2 separate regions of the Rattus norvegicus genome follow, and region 2 is linked to region 1. The links are chromatin contacts, called in public Hi-C maps. All regions are on one chromosome and are shown on one strand. The core of a region is the stretch at or near the end of the contact, and the rest is flanking DNA. Distances in the headings are between cores, read along the strand shown.

Evidence for each region. Hi-C and Micro-C count contacts between places; a contact is called where the count stands out from the background.
Region 2: a contact with region 1 is called in a Hi-C map of the A7r5 cell line, with 2.4 times the contacts expected there. The contact joins two enhancer-like sites. A contact is called at or near these places in 2 of 12 Hi-C or Micro-C datasets (the A7r5 cell line and the Rat2 cell line).

What each region holds. Positions count from the first base shown.
Region 1 is chr7:98,083,925-98,090,976 of GRCr8, forward strand. No RefSeq gene overlaps it. Among named protein-coding and RNA genes, the nearest start is that of Asap1, 110 kb to the left of the region's middle. Within about 2 kb of position 2,982, at least 7 of the 93 cell types and tissues checked have an H3K27ac peak or open chromatin away from gene starts, as enhancers often do. A contact at or near this core is called in the A7r5 cell line, where this site is marked.
Region 2 is chr7:98,242,000-98,249,051 of GRCr8, forward strand. No RefSeq gene overlaps it. Among named protein-coding and RNA genes, the nearest start is that of Asap1, 260 kb to the left of the region's middle. Within about 2 kb of position 4,107, at least 12 of the 93 cell types and tissues checked have an H3K27ac peak or open chromatin away from gene starts, as enhancers often do. A contact at or near this core is called in the A7r5 cell line, where this site is marked.

The sequences.
Region 1 (7,052 bases), core at 1,732-4,231:
CTATTGGTCAGTGTGATGGTCTTTCTTGCTTGTCAACTAAACTATATCTGGAATGAAGTACAATCCAGAAATGGAGGACAAGCCTGTGATCTGGACTTTGAGGCTAGAAGATCCAAATCTTGAGGTGGGATGACACATGCTTTTGCTTGGCATATGCATTTAATCCAGACCTTGAGGCACACCTTTATTCTGAACCCTACCTTCTGCTGGATACCTATATAAAGACATTGGAAGAAGGAAGGGCTCATTTGTTCTTTGCCTGCTTGGACTCTCATTACCAGCACATCCACTGGAGCCTACTTCTTCAGAATTCCAGCCTATACAGAAGGCCAGCCGAAACACCCAGCATTTTGGGACTGAGCAACTACTAGATTTTTGGACTTTCCACTCACAGCTGGTCATTGTTGGGTTAGTTGGATTGCAGCCTGTAAGTCATTCTAACATATTCCATAATATATATTCATATATACTTATATATATTCATATACACACACACACACACACACACACACACACACACACACACACACACACACACACACACACACACACATATATATATATTCATTGCATTAGTTCTGGTACTTTACAGAGCTCTGACTAATTCAGCCAGGAATCTGGGAGCCACCAGTTGGGATCCTGCTGTCCACTAGGCTACCAGGCGGGGCTGTGGCTGTGGCTTGCCCACATCCCTGCTCTATCTACAGACCATGTTTTCTAGGCACTGTCCTGGGTTTGATCTTTGCTTATAAATTTTTTCTACCTTTCAGGTTTGTTTACAATCTAGGGAGATGAAAGCTTTCGGAATCATTAAGCCCTAGCTCCATTTTTTTGATGGCCCATTCCCCAGTTTGGCCCTCTCCTCTCACATTTTATTGTAAGCAGTAGGAAGAAGCAGGATGGATTCTTAATGCTTTGCCTGGGAAGATTCTTAAGGAGACATTGCAGTTTGCTGGCTCTACTCTACTTCCTACATAACTACAGCAGAGAGTGTTGCTGAGATTTCTGCTGAACCATCTCTCAGCTTCCAGTAAGGTTTTCTTTGATTCCTATGTTCTTAAAGTCCAAAATTCTGTACTCTTCAAGGAGTTTTTTATTTGTTTAGGTGTCTTTGAATACATGTTTGCATGCATTTATGTATGTATGCATGCATGTGATAATTGTTTTTTGAGACAAGGTCTCTCCCTGTACCTGGAGCTCACTGATTGGCTAGACTGTCTTCCAGTGCTAGGGTGACAGGCATGCACTACAAAGCCTGGTTATTTATATGAGTACCAGTGATCTGAACTCAGGCTCTCATGCTTGTGTGACAAGCACTTTGTTCATTTGTGTTCATTAGCCCTAAGTGTGATTTAAACACTTCTTAGTATTGCTTAAACTTTTTTGCCTTGTTCTAAGGTCAATCCCACATTCTAGACTTTTGTCAGGTAAACACTCCACTCTTACACCTAAATCTGTTAGTTGTTTACTTCTGTACAGCTTAGAGTAAGCATTTTCTTACAGGTTCTGTGGGTCGAGAATCCCCGTAGCTTAGCAGATGTTTCTGCCATCACGTCACTCATGAGAATGTAGTCAGGTTGACATTCAGGGCTCAGTCTCATCTCAAGATTCAACCAGAGACTGGGAGATCAACTCGTGTGTTTACAACTGTGACAGAGGGCAGGCTGCATCCTTTTACAGGCTGTAGGACTGAGGCCCTTAACATCTCATGGGGTGCTGGAGTTAGAGCCTTAGTTCTTCACTGAGCCATGCAGGCAGGCCTCCACACAAGACAGCAGCATGATTATCCTAGCCTGAGCAATTGAGGGAGCACAAGATGATATTTAATGTCTTAAATGTAACATCCTGTAGCTAAGATTTAGTCAGTTAGAGATAAGTTATTAAAATCTGGCTATAATGGTAGGTATATACATATAATCCCAACCCTCGGGCTAAGGCAAGAAGATCCTAAGTTTGAGGTCAATCTGGGACCTTTCTATGTATCTATCTATGTATTTATGTATCTATTTATGTATTTATATATCTATCTATGTATTTATGTATCTATCTATGTATTTATGTATCTATCTATGTATTTATGTATCTATCTATGCATTTATGTATGTATGTATCTATCTATCTATCATCTATCAATGATCTATCTATTATCCATGTATCTATGTATCTGTCTGTCTGTCTACTATATACTGGCTAACTCAAACTGCATAATGAAGTTCAATAGATGTGGAGGTGGGACAAGTAGGTGTAGTGATGATTGGACTATAGAATTAAGGAGGTGCAAGTGGGAGGATCAAGAGTTTGAGGTTATCTATACAGCTACATAATGAGTTTCAAGAACATTCCAGTTAGAAATAGTCAAAACTAAATAAGAAAACAAGTCATTAGTCCAGGCCACACTCAAGGTGAGGGAGTTACCTAAAAACCTTAGTAGTGGAGAGAGAATCACTTGAAAAACCTTTGAGACTGCACACTTAAATGAAAACATTTACAGGCTTGGTATTTACTGAGCAACTACTTCATTCTACACATTCTTCTAGGTGCTTGGGACATATTAATGAGAAAAACTGACAAAGATGACTCTGGTCTCATGGTTCTCCTGGGGGAAATTATTATGAAGGCACATGTGAACAAGATATATTTGAGGAACTTCCAGAAATACGGTAGAATGGAACTTGGATATGTACTGGGCATGAACTACAAAGAGTCCCTTACTAGGCTGTGTGTTTGGATTAATAACATGAGTAAGGAGAAGTTCTGCGGGTACAGTCATATGGTATGATGGGCTCCAAGACTATCAATAGGACAAGGGTAGGCGGTAGCTCCCATGAGAGATGATGGTGCCCTCCTCCTGCTTAATGAATTAAATGTGGGACTGTACAGGTGAGTAATATTTAGAAATCGAAAGGAATGGCATACTTGTCAGATGTTACAACTTGAATGAAACTTGGAAACATTATACTAAAAGAAATATGTGAGTCACTAGAGACCACATTCTGTATGACTCCATTTGTATAAAATGCCCAGAATGGACGAGTCATCCATGGAGATGGAAAGTAGATTAGTGGTTTTCTATAATAGCTGGAGAGGATGGACGTGGGGGATGACAGCTAGAAGATACTGGGTTTCCTTTTGGGGCAATGAAAAACACAATCTTAAATTGATAGGCCCAACTATACAATTCTCTGAATATAATAGTAACAAACTACATTAAATTGTACATAGTCAAAAGGTTACTTGTATTGCATGCGATCAACAAAGATGTTTTAGAAACAGCAAACAGTCTGGGGCTATAGCTCCGTTGGTAGAATGCTTGCTAAGTGTGAAAGCATCCTGAGTTTGGCTCTCAGCACAGCATGAACTGGATGTGGTGGGATTAGCCTCTGATTTCAGCACACAGGAGGTAGAGGTAGGTGGATGAGGAGTTCAAGGCCATCTTTGGCTGCATAGCAGTTTAAGGGCCCTGTCACAGTAAAAATGACAGTGACATCAACAACTATACTAACACCATCCCAAAACCCTCCTAAACACAATACGGAACCTAAGGCAGTTCTGCTGACTCTGAGACCAGTTTTTGGAGTCGCTTATCCCTTGCTGCTCATGGTTAGGTACCTAAACCTTTTCAGATTCTGATCTAAGTACAATTTCCCTCCATTTCCTTTTTGTCTCTTCTTTCCTATTTTTATGGGAATCTCATTATCGCATTTTTTATCCTCTGTCTTATTTGCATTTTTTCTCTACTTCAACCCATTTGGGGCTCCTGGTAGTTTGTTCCCAACATCACCTATGCGCCTAAGCCAGTGTGTCTAATCCTCCACTTATGACCCCAGAACCGTGGAGATAGCGGAGATAGGATCCAGAGCTTGCTAGACAGCAGCCCAGCTACATATTCAGGGGGAGACCCTTTGTGCACACACAGAGAAACCCAAGTCTTTCAGCAATATTGAATTTCTAGTCAAACTCTGCTACCCACAATCCAGAGAGTGACACTGCATGACTATTACTAGCCACCATCAGGTTCCATATCCAATGAGCATATTTTGTGTTAGGTTTTATCCGACAGCACTCTGAACAAAGCAAACAAGTTTCACATCTTTGCAAACATTTGCAGCCTAATAGGGACATGAACAAATATATAAGCGTATAGAACAGTCAGCAAGACAAAGGAAGCACTCACAAACACACCAAACACAGCCTCAGATGCAAATGACTAGGGTTAAACCTAAGATTGGCTGGGAAAGGACAGACAGATGTGCAACCAGAACATTCTCAGCAAAAAGAGGAGTTCAGGTGCAGGTCCAAATGTGAGAAAGCATATGTTGTCCTCTAAGAAACAGAATGGGGTCAAGTCAGTAAAAACTAAGGGAAGAACAGAGGCCTGGTTAGAGACTGTGAGCTGTCTCTCATGAGCTCGTGGGTGCTGTGAAAGCATTTGGTCAGGAAAGCATCATGGCACCATTTTTGTCTCAGACTGCTCCAAATCAGCAGGGATTGTCTTGGTCTACTCTGGACAGCTGTAATGGAATCAGAGATTTCTTTTTTATAGATCTCAAAGGTGGACAGTCCAAGGTTGAGGAGTTCATGTCTGTTGAGGGCTGGCTGGGTATGCCATCTTGCAATGGTTAAGAGGTATGCAAGAGGCAAGAGCTTGACTTCAGCTAATCTGATTGGTCCATCAGATCCAAACTCAGGTGGCCATGGTTTTATATACTGAGCCCCTTTCTACCCACAAGGATGAGGTTTTTTCCTTTTAGTTTGCTCTTCCTTATGGGTTCACTTTACTGGGTCTCTCTCTCTCTCTCTCTCTCTCTCTCTCTCTCTCTCTCTCGCTCTCTCGCTCTCTCGCTCTCTCGCTCTCTCGCTCTCTCTCTTTCTCTCTCTTTCTGTCCTTCTTTCTTTTAAGATATCAGGTTCTTCTTTTTTAAGATTTATTTATTTATTATATATAAGTACACCGTATCTGTCCTCAGACACATCAGAAGTGGGCATCAGATCTCATTACAGATGGTTGTGAGCCACCATGTGGTTGCTGGGATTTGAACTCAGGACCTCTGGAAGAGCAGTTAGTGCTATTAACCATCGAGCCACCTCTTCAGCCCTTACTGGGGGTTTCTGATGGTAATATTTTTCCCTGTATCAGAAATGCTAAGAGGGCTGGAGAGGTGGCTCAGCAGTTAAGAACACTGGCTGTTCTTCTAGCACTTGCTGCTCTTCCAGAGGTCCAGAGTTCAATTCACGGCAACCACATGGTGCCTCATAACCATCTGTAATGGGATCTGATGCTCCCTTTTGGTGTGCATGAAAACAGCATACTCATATACATTAATCTTTAAAAAATGCACATGAAGGTGGGGGGAGAATATGTCATGAGGGGGAAGTCTGGGGGTTAGAGGGAAGAGTTGGGGGAGAAACGAGCAACATATATTACATGTACTATGAAGCTGTCAAAGAGTAAGTATAAATATTCTTAGTTTTCTAAACAACATACTAGCATACTGCTGCCATCTTTTAGGATGTTGCTACCAGAATAAGCTTTCACGGTGAGACAAAATTAGCCTCCAGTTCTGCCCTCTGTCTTACTTGCTTGTATTGTTGATTCATTTCTTTGAGCCTCAGACCTCTTACTAAGAAATGGGAAATCATATTACCTGCCACACAGGTTTACTGGAAGGATTTCATGAAAGAATTCACTGAAGGTTCTTAGCACAGGGGCTGGCACACTAGGCTAGTCATTATTAGCATTATCAAAAGAATAATAAAAGCTACCTCGCCTGCCAATTAGATGCATGACAGATGGTACTTGCATTTATTATTATTATTATAAAGGAATGCTGGGGTTTTATTGTAATCACTCTGAGGCTGATTGACAGGAAGCGATTCTCTGGGGATTTAGAGAAGTGTAGCCAGTTCTTGGAAACACACCCACCTGATAGTTTCCTGGAGGTGGTCCAGGAGTAACTGGTTCTTCCTGAATTAGGCTCAGAGAGAGAATACTTACAGAGCGTCCCACCCAGGACATCACTTTCTGTCTCATGTTGTCTTAGGCAGATTGTAACCTATCACTTGTTGAAATCATGGTTGAAGGTTCTTTAGGAGTTCTTTTCTCCCCTCAGTCTGAAGGATGAAGAAATAGACAAGGCAACATAGGGCATTGCAGGGTGGAGGGTGCCCATACTAAGGCAGCTTTTTACTCACAGGAGGCTGTTGTGAAGTTCCATCCAGACTCCCTGGCTGGGTCTTGGTAACAACATCTGGAACTTACTCCAAGGGGCCTGCAAGATGCCTCTTGGAGAAGCCCTTTCTCCCTGTCTTCAAAGGCTGGCCTTTAGGAATATGGACACTTCTGTGAGCCAGTTAAGAGCCAGGAGGTGAGCTCAGCTCAGAATCTCAGGGATTCAGGCATTTGGAGCAAGGGAATCTATTGGCTCTTTGTGTGTTGACCTCTGGATTCTGACCATGGCCACCAGTACCCCTTCTGTGAGTAGGCCTGAGACCTGACTGCTTGGAGAACGTGATGAGAGCTTTTCACATTCTAGAATCTAGGTGTCAGGGTCAGGAATGTTGCTATGCCCCTTGTACCTGTGTACTGTGATCAAGTTACACCTGGTGTCCTTATCTCCAAAACGACTTCACTCCATGTGAATCCTGATATGTTTGGATGTAGTTCTATCATTTTGACATTTGTTTTTATTCTTCCACGTTCTATCACTTGCCATCTTTTGAATCATTTGCACATTTTTCTCTATTTCTTTTTTCAGTGCTGGGGCTGGGGCTCAGGGCTTTGTATTCTCATACTGAGCTACCCAGCCCTGCATTACATTTGTTTGCTTGTTTTTGAAGTCTTCTGGACGGAATCATGTCACTTCGATTCATATGCTAGAACGTTAACCTCTAGCCTGATAATTGGAGATGACACATTTGAGATGCACTTTGATTTAGGTGAGGTCACGGGTGGGCCCTCTTAGTGGGAATAGGGCCCTTGAAAGAAGAGGTATGAGGTGGAGGAGGGAGGGAGCGAGGGAGGAGGAGAGGTTGTCCTCTCTGCTTACACACCA
Region 2 (7,052 bases), core at 2,857-5,356, 160 kb after region 1:
GAATTAGAGCAAAGGGAAATGAGAGAGTAGTAGGAACCCAAAGGGCCTAGGCAGAGAGGGTAGAGCTGAGGCTAGAAGAACCACGGGGCTTGGAGAGACAAGGCATTGTCACTGTGCAAGGATCTTACCGGATTCAGTTTTAAATATTGCCAACAATTGTGATTCAGGTAGTAATGAGGTGGTGCACATGCTAACAATGTAGTCGAATAAGGCTGTTTTATTTTTTTGTGGGCTAAGGTTGACTCTTGAATTCTAATGTGTGCCCTGCTTGAAGCAGTCAGTGTGAAAGGCCAGTGGGAACAGTGTTTGCACAGCAAGAATAAACCCAGAAGATCTGTGAGTGAAAGAACAGAGTGTGGGTCTGTCCAGGGGGAAAGTGTGACAGGTTACCCTGTTGGAGAAAGGGACATAGGGTCAGTCCTGTGGGGCAATATATATTATGGGAAGGTTTTCTCGGGTTTATATAAGAAATTTGCAGACTGGAGAGATCTTCTAGGGAAGGCATGCATGGTCCAATAAGGAAGGTGCAGCCTTGAAATTTATGGCAGGCAGAGGTGTGAAGGATCTAAAGGGGGACAACGGGACTGTGTCACGCTACTCTCTGGTCCTTTGCACCTTTGAGCCTTTCCCATCTTGGCTCTCCTGTCTTCCTCACTTCACGCCTGTGACTAATCAGTGAAGAAATGATCAGATCTATTCTAGGACAGGAAACCAAAGCTAAGACTGACTTACTCAGCCAAGGTCCTAATCCCAGCCACAGCAGAGATTTGCCATGGTCCAGGTATATGGTCCCTACAACACCTACTTCTGAGGGAGCCATCCACAGTGCTGACAGCCTCTCTTTAGATGGTCCAGCAGAGGACTCCATTGCAAACCATGACTGTGGTAGCAGAAACACCCACTTCTAAGACCTGGCAGACTAAACAGAAGTGTTGCTACCTATGGGATCTCACCCACAGTAGATCCATCTGCTTCAAAGAACAGCTGATGAAGACATCCATGTGGCACCGTGGTGCTTGTGTAGAATTGTGCTGAAACCCCAGGGAACACCAAACGGTGACCCCCCAATTATAGACGCCTGAGCAGCAGGTACCAGTCTAGGTCCATGTCCTCAGATGTGCTAGAAATGCAATGATCTTTGCTTATTTCCCCAGGGGAATCTAGTTTTGATTTCAAGCTGTTGCTGGCTAGAGAGGTGATTGCATGATTTCAGCCCCTTTGGGCATTTTTGTCAGGAGATGCAGCTCAGATCCTGCGTTTTGTTGATCTCTAAGGTGCTGAGCAGAGGCATTCTGTGTTGTTATTGCCAGAGGTGATGTTCCCATCTGTGCTTCAGCCCGTGTCCTCTCCTGCCTCTGATCATGAGTCAGTCTCCTTTGGCTAGGGACAGAGAACACATGACTGGTTTTGGCCTCATTCTGCTGTAAAGGAACAGCCATTTCCAGACTCGTTCTGCTGCCTGATGACACAGTGAGACTTGGGGACTCGGTTGGCTTCCTCACAGACACATGCATCCAATGCACAGATGTCCCCTCTGCTTCCAAAGAATTCTGAGCTTTGACCTGTGGGCAATCTCACTGTCACATAGGCTATCCTGGGGCAAACAAAAGACACTCATTTTAATAAATTCTGTGTCCTTATTCCAGTCCAGGCAAACTGCTTCCTGTGGTCTCAGAGAGCCTGAAACACAGTCCATGCTCACTGCACACCACACAGGCCCTTTTGTCTTTGTAAGAGGGTCAGGCTTTTAAAGCAGAGTGCATTGTTTGTTTTTCTTCCCCCTGGGTTATCTTTCTTATCATCCAATAAGCATTGAATGTTTTACCTGCTGCTCAAATGCAGGGATAGGAACACAGGATACCAGGATATATGGAGACCAGAAAAACGAACAAGATGAAAAAAAAAAACCTCTATTGTTAAAAATTCAGCATTAGGGCTGGAGAGATGGCTCAGTAGTTAAGAGCACCGACTGCTCTTCCAGAGGTCCTGAGATGAAATCCCAGCAGCCACACGGTGGTCACAACCATCTGTAATGAGGTCTGATGTCCTCTTCTGATGTGTCTAAAGACAGCTACACTGTATTTGTATATAATAAATAAATAAATAAATATTTAAAAAATTCAGCATTAACTTTGTTCCTCATTGTGCACCCAATTTTGGCAGCATCTGCTTGGAAGTCAGAGGAGCTGGTTTGAATAATAATTGTGAGGTATTGGGCTCATCAGTTGACACACACGTATGATTCTCTCTCACCTACAAAACAGAAGCAATTATTCTTAAACGATGGCTTACTTGAGGTTTATAAAAGACAACATCAGTTATGCTATCAGCACAGTGCTGGGTATTATTCGTGTTCCTGCCTGAACAGACTTCCAGCTTCTATGGGCATTGCATTTCTCTACCTGTTAGGAAGTTTCCAGGACTTTCAGGCTGTGTTATTTCCCAGAAGTTCTCACAGGACTCAACGATGCTGTAATTATTACCAACATCATCGTCATTATAATGGTATTGATCAAATGTTCCTCAAAGACCAAATTTCATGACTTGAAACCCCAGTCTTCAAGGTGGTGGTATGTCCCCCACCATGAATCATATCACCCACCATGAATCATATTGTTACCATAGATTGTGGACTATAGCCTTGAGCTTAATATGGGGAATTCCAAGAGAGTAGACCTAGAACAAGGGATTAAATATATATTCTCTTTCTCTGCTTCCTTTCCCTCTCATTTGCTCTTCTCTTCTCCTCTCCTTTCATATCTCCTGCCTCCCTCTCCCTCTCTCGGTGAGTCTCACTGGTTTACTCTGCGGTTTGGGCATAGGGCCATATGTATGCTCTATCACCAAGTTAATCTCGGGTCCTTCACATGCCTTTATGTTGTCATACAACCCACCTCTTTATCCTGGTCAAGCCCATAGTGCTCTGACAACTCTCTCAACAGTTTTTACCTTCTCAACCTCCTGTATAGAGGAAGAACTTCCAAAGGCGGGATGGGGACATCAATTTGTCTATAAGCTGTGCAGGGATAAAAATGCAGTAGAGACTGAGGGGAAGAGCCAACCAGCTTGAGACCCAGTGCATGTGATAGCCAAGCCCAGACACTATTAATGATGCTCTGCTATACTTGTAGACAGGAGCCTGGCATAACTGTCTCTTGAGAAGCTTCATCCCAGCAGTGGATGAAAACAGATGCAGAGAAATACAGCCAAAGATCAGGAGGGGCCTCTGAGAATGTTGTGGAAGAGTGGGGAACAGAATTGAACTGGCAGGAGGGGTCAAAGACACCACACAAAGGCCTACAGTGTCAATGAACCTGGACTCAGGGGAGCTTACAGAGATTGGGCCACTAACCAAAGAGCATGCAGTGGCTGGACCTAGACCCTTTGCATATGTGTAGCATATGTCCAGCTTGGTCTTCATGTGGGCCCCTTAATAAATAGTGCAGGGGCTATTTATGACTCTGTTACCTCCTTTTGGATCACCTTCCCCTAACTGGACTGCTTGGTTGGGTCTCAGTGGGAGAGGAGGCGTTTAGTCCTGCTGGGACTGGATGGCCCAGGGTGGGGTGGTACCCAAGGGAGGCTCCCTGTTCTTTGAGGAGAAGGGGAGGGGACAGTGGAGGAGGGATTTGTGAAGGTGGGACTGGGAAGAAAGGAAGGAGGGGGGAATGTAAAGTGAATAAAAAATAAATTATTGAAGAAAAAAATAACTTAGGTTTGTCTCCCTGCTCTTTGCAGTTCACTTCCTTTACATTCCAGACTAGACACTTGGCTTGCTCTTGAATCTCATTCATTGTCCTCATCTTTCTTTCCCTCATCTGAGTGAGGGAACTCAGTGCTCTCCTGAGGGTCTCTTACTCCTGCACCTCCTTCCTACCCTTATCACCAAGATGGCTGCTTAGGTGAGCCTGTCCCCTCCCTTGTACTCGCACAGATCAACCCTTACTGATCTCTCCAGCTAAGTCTTTTGAAGTCTTTCCCTCAAGCTGTCTTGGCAAACGGGGGCTTTAGTTTCCTGGCCCCTTGCCGGTCACTTTCTTCCCTGTCTTCTGAATCCAAGTTGTTATTCTCATAGGATTACTCATTCCTCTGGTATTTTCTCCCTCCATCTGGACTGCTTGCTCTCTCTGTCCCTCTCCTATACCCATCACTATTCAATCACCAGTGCAGGCCACTCCCCTGGCCGGTCACTATCCAATCAACAGTGCAGACCACTCCCCCTTGGCACAAATGAACCATTCTCTCCCTTTGTCTCGGCGAAGCTTTCACAGTCCTCTCTCATGCTTCCATGATGTCTCGGAGGATTTGATGGCTGAAGCTTTTTGAACATTAGTGTAGATGTTAGCATGCCTGGGCCAGACACCATGAAAGACACATAGTATGTAATTTTCAACTCAATTAAACAGGGAACAAATGGCAAAATCACAGCTTGAACTCCACATATTAGAGTCTTGTGTACTGGCCTTTGTTTAATATAGTGGTTCTCAACCTTCCTAATGCTACGGCCCTTTAATACAGTTCCTCAGTTTTGGTCACACTCCTGCCCCCGACCATAAAGACCATAAAATCATTTCAATGCTACCTCATCACTGTAATTTTGTTACTGTTATGAATCATAATGTAAATATCTGTGTTTTCTGATGGTCTTAGGCGACGTCTGTGGTTGTCTGACTCCCAAAGGGGTTGCAACCCACAGCTTGAGAACTGCTGCTTTAGGGTTGGTCATTCCTGAACATGTGGGATTCGATTTCAGATTCTTACTTTCTTCGTTTCTATAGGCAGTGGCTTTTAAATGGAAAATATTTGAATTTAATGTTCAACTCCCTTGTAGCTACTTCCCGACTCCTCCCATTGATTTTGGTTTTCTTCATCAACCATTCCTTCCTTCCTTGCTGTACCCTCTGCTCAGGAATCACCAGGCTGCTGTCACTTTGTCATGCTGTACCCAGCTGTAAAGCAAACAAAATACCCCCGGGAGCCTCTGTTTTATGAGTGAATTTTATTATGTTTGAGCTTTGGAAGCCGGTTGTCACTTTCTAGCTGTGCTTTAACATAGTGGTGTTTTTCCATTATCATTTTTACTGCAGGAAAGAAACCCCAGGGGTCTAAGACACTGCCACCTGGTGGTTAAGTGGAAAATAACACATCTTTTAGGAAAAAAAAAAGGTTACTGAAGGTGAAAACAAAAAACAAAAAACATTTGCTGGTGAACTGAGGGTACAGAGGCTAGAAGAACCACACCGAATTTGTCTGTGAGAGGCTTATGGTAGTGTAAAGCTCATGCCATCTCTACCATCACAGGACAAGTGACACTTGCAGTCTCTGTTTGCAGATCTGGAAATAGACCCTATGAGAGATCAGATTCCAATAGCACAGTATATTGTGGCTTGGGGGATTCATACCCCAAAACGTCTGGCTCCCAAAACCCCTGATTATCTACCACAGATAAAGCCAATCTTTGGGGAGAAATCAGACTCACAGACCTCGTACGTAGGGACGAATTATCAGTAAATTCAAATATTGGGTGGGATGCTACATAGAAGAAAGATTTAGTTCTTGGCCTACAGACATGCCCCCCACAACAAACAGATTAAAACTATGTGTGTTGGCTTGCTTGTTTATTTGTTTTTGTCAACTTGGCACAGACGAGAATCATTTGGGAGGAGAGAACCTCAGCAGAAAAAAAAAAATGGCTTCATAAGCTTGGTCAGCAGGAAAGCCTGTAGGGCATTGTTCTAGTGATTGATTTGGGAGGACCAAACCCACTGTGGGTAGTGTCATCTCAGGGCTGCTGGTCCTGGATGCAGTACAAAGACATGCTGAGCAAAGCCATGAGGGGCAAGCCAGTTAAGCATGACCTCTGCACCAGCTCCTGTTTCTATTGCCGCCCTGTTTGAATCCTTGCCCTGGCTTGCCGTAGTGATATACTGTAATGTGAAACTTGTAGCTAAAAGAAACACTTTACTTTAAAGTTGTTTTTGTTTTATCACAGCAACAGAAACCTAAGGAACTATATAAGAAAATCTTCAACTCAACACAAAAAAGGAGTTGTTGAAACACAAAACCATACATACTGTCCACACAGTGTTTCTTTGTCATCTTCGCTGTGCTGAGTCTTCCCAAGGGGCAAACCATGTCTGACTCTTCTCTGTATCCAGGACCTAGGACAGAGGCTGTGGTATTAGGAATAGACAGAATTCTTGGCCAATGAAACAAAGAGCAGTTACAGATGTTCAAAGGTACCTGAGCTGCTTGGGAGAGGCGAGCATCTTTCTTTGAAAGGGGATGTTTGGATGCATGGAGACTATTTAGAGGGAATGCCCTCAAAAGGGTCTTCCAGCACCAGAGGGGAGGGTCTGTATGAGATATCTGAGGCTGAGCTTCACAGAAGGAAGCCGTGAGGAGCCCCATTGTGTTCAAATACTGGTCTTTAAGTTGGGATAGCAGCCAGGAGCATGTAGGGATAGTTTTTCAAGGCACAATGCCTTTGGCCATGAATCCCTTTTGTAACTTTAGTGTACCATACTGTGAGGCAGAAACTCTGACCTAAGACCCTCTAGATCAGAGAAGCTAGTGTTCCATTGTCCCATACCTGCAAGCTCTCCATTTCCTTTCACATAAGGCACAGTCTACACATCATGATGAAACTTTTCTCGGTGGTGCCCAGATGATGAGACTGGGAAGTAGGGGCGCTTACTGAGTCATTGAATACAATGGCATTTTGAATCTATCTTTAAACAACTACCAAGAGTGCTTTGGGCAGCAGGGCATTATGTTTCCCCCATTTAATCCATATGGCTGACCATATTGTGTGCCCACCAATCCCACCCCCATGCTATTATCTAACTACCCTTTTCCCTAAGCGGGAGGCTACATTTCCATGTCTCATGTTCCTTTGATGGACTTGCTGAGATGACGGACTTTGGCTTCTATCAAGTGTGTGGACACACAGAAGCAGAATCAAGTAAATCTTAGTGGCATTTCTTATGTTTTTGGAAAGGAGAGTTAACTTCAGGCAGCAACCAGATGTGGAAGGAGAGAACTGTGGGACA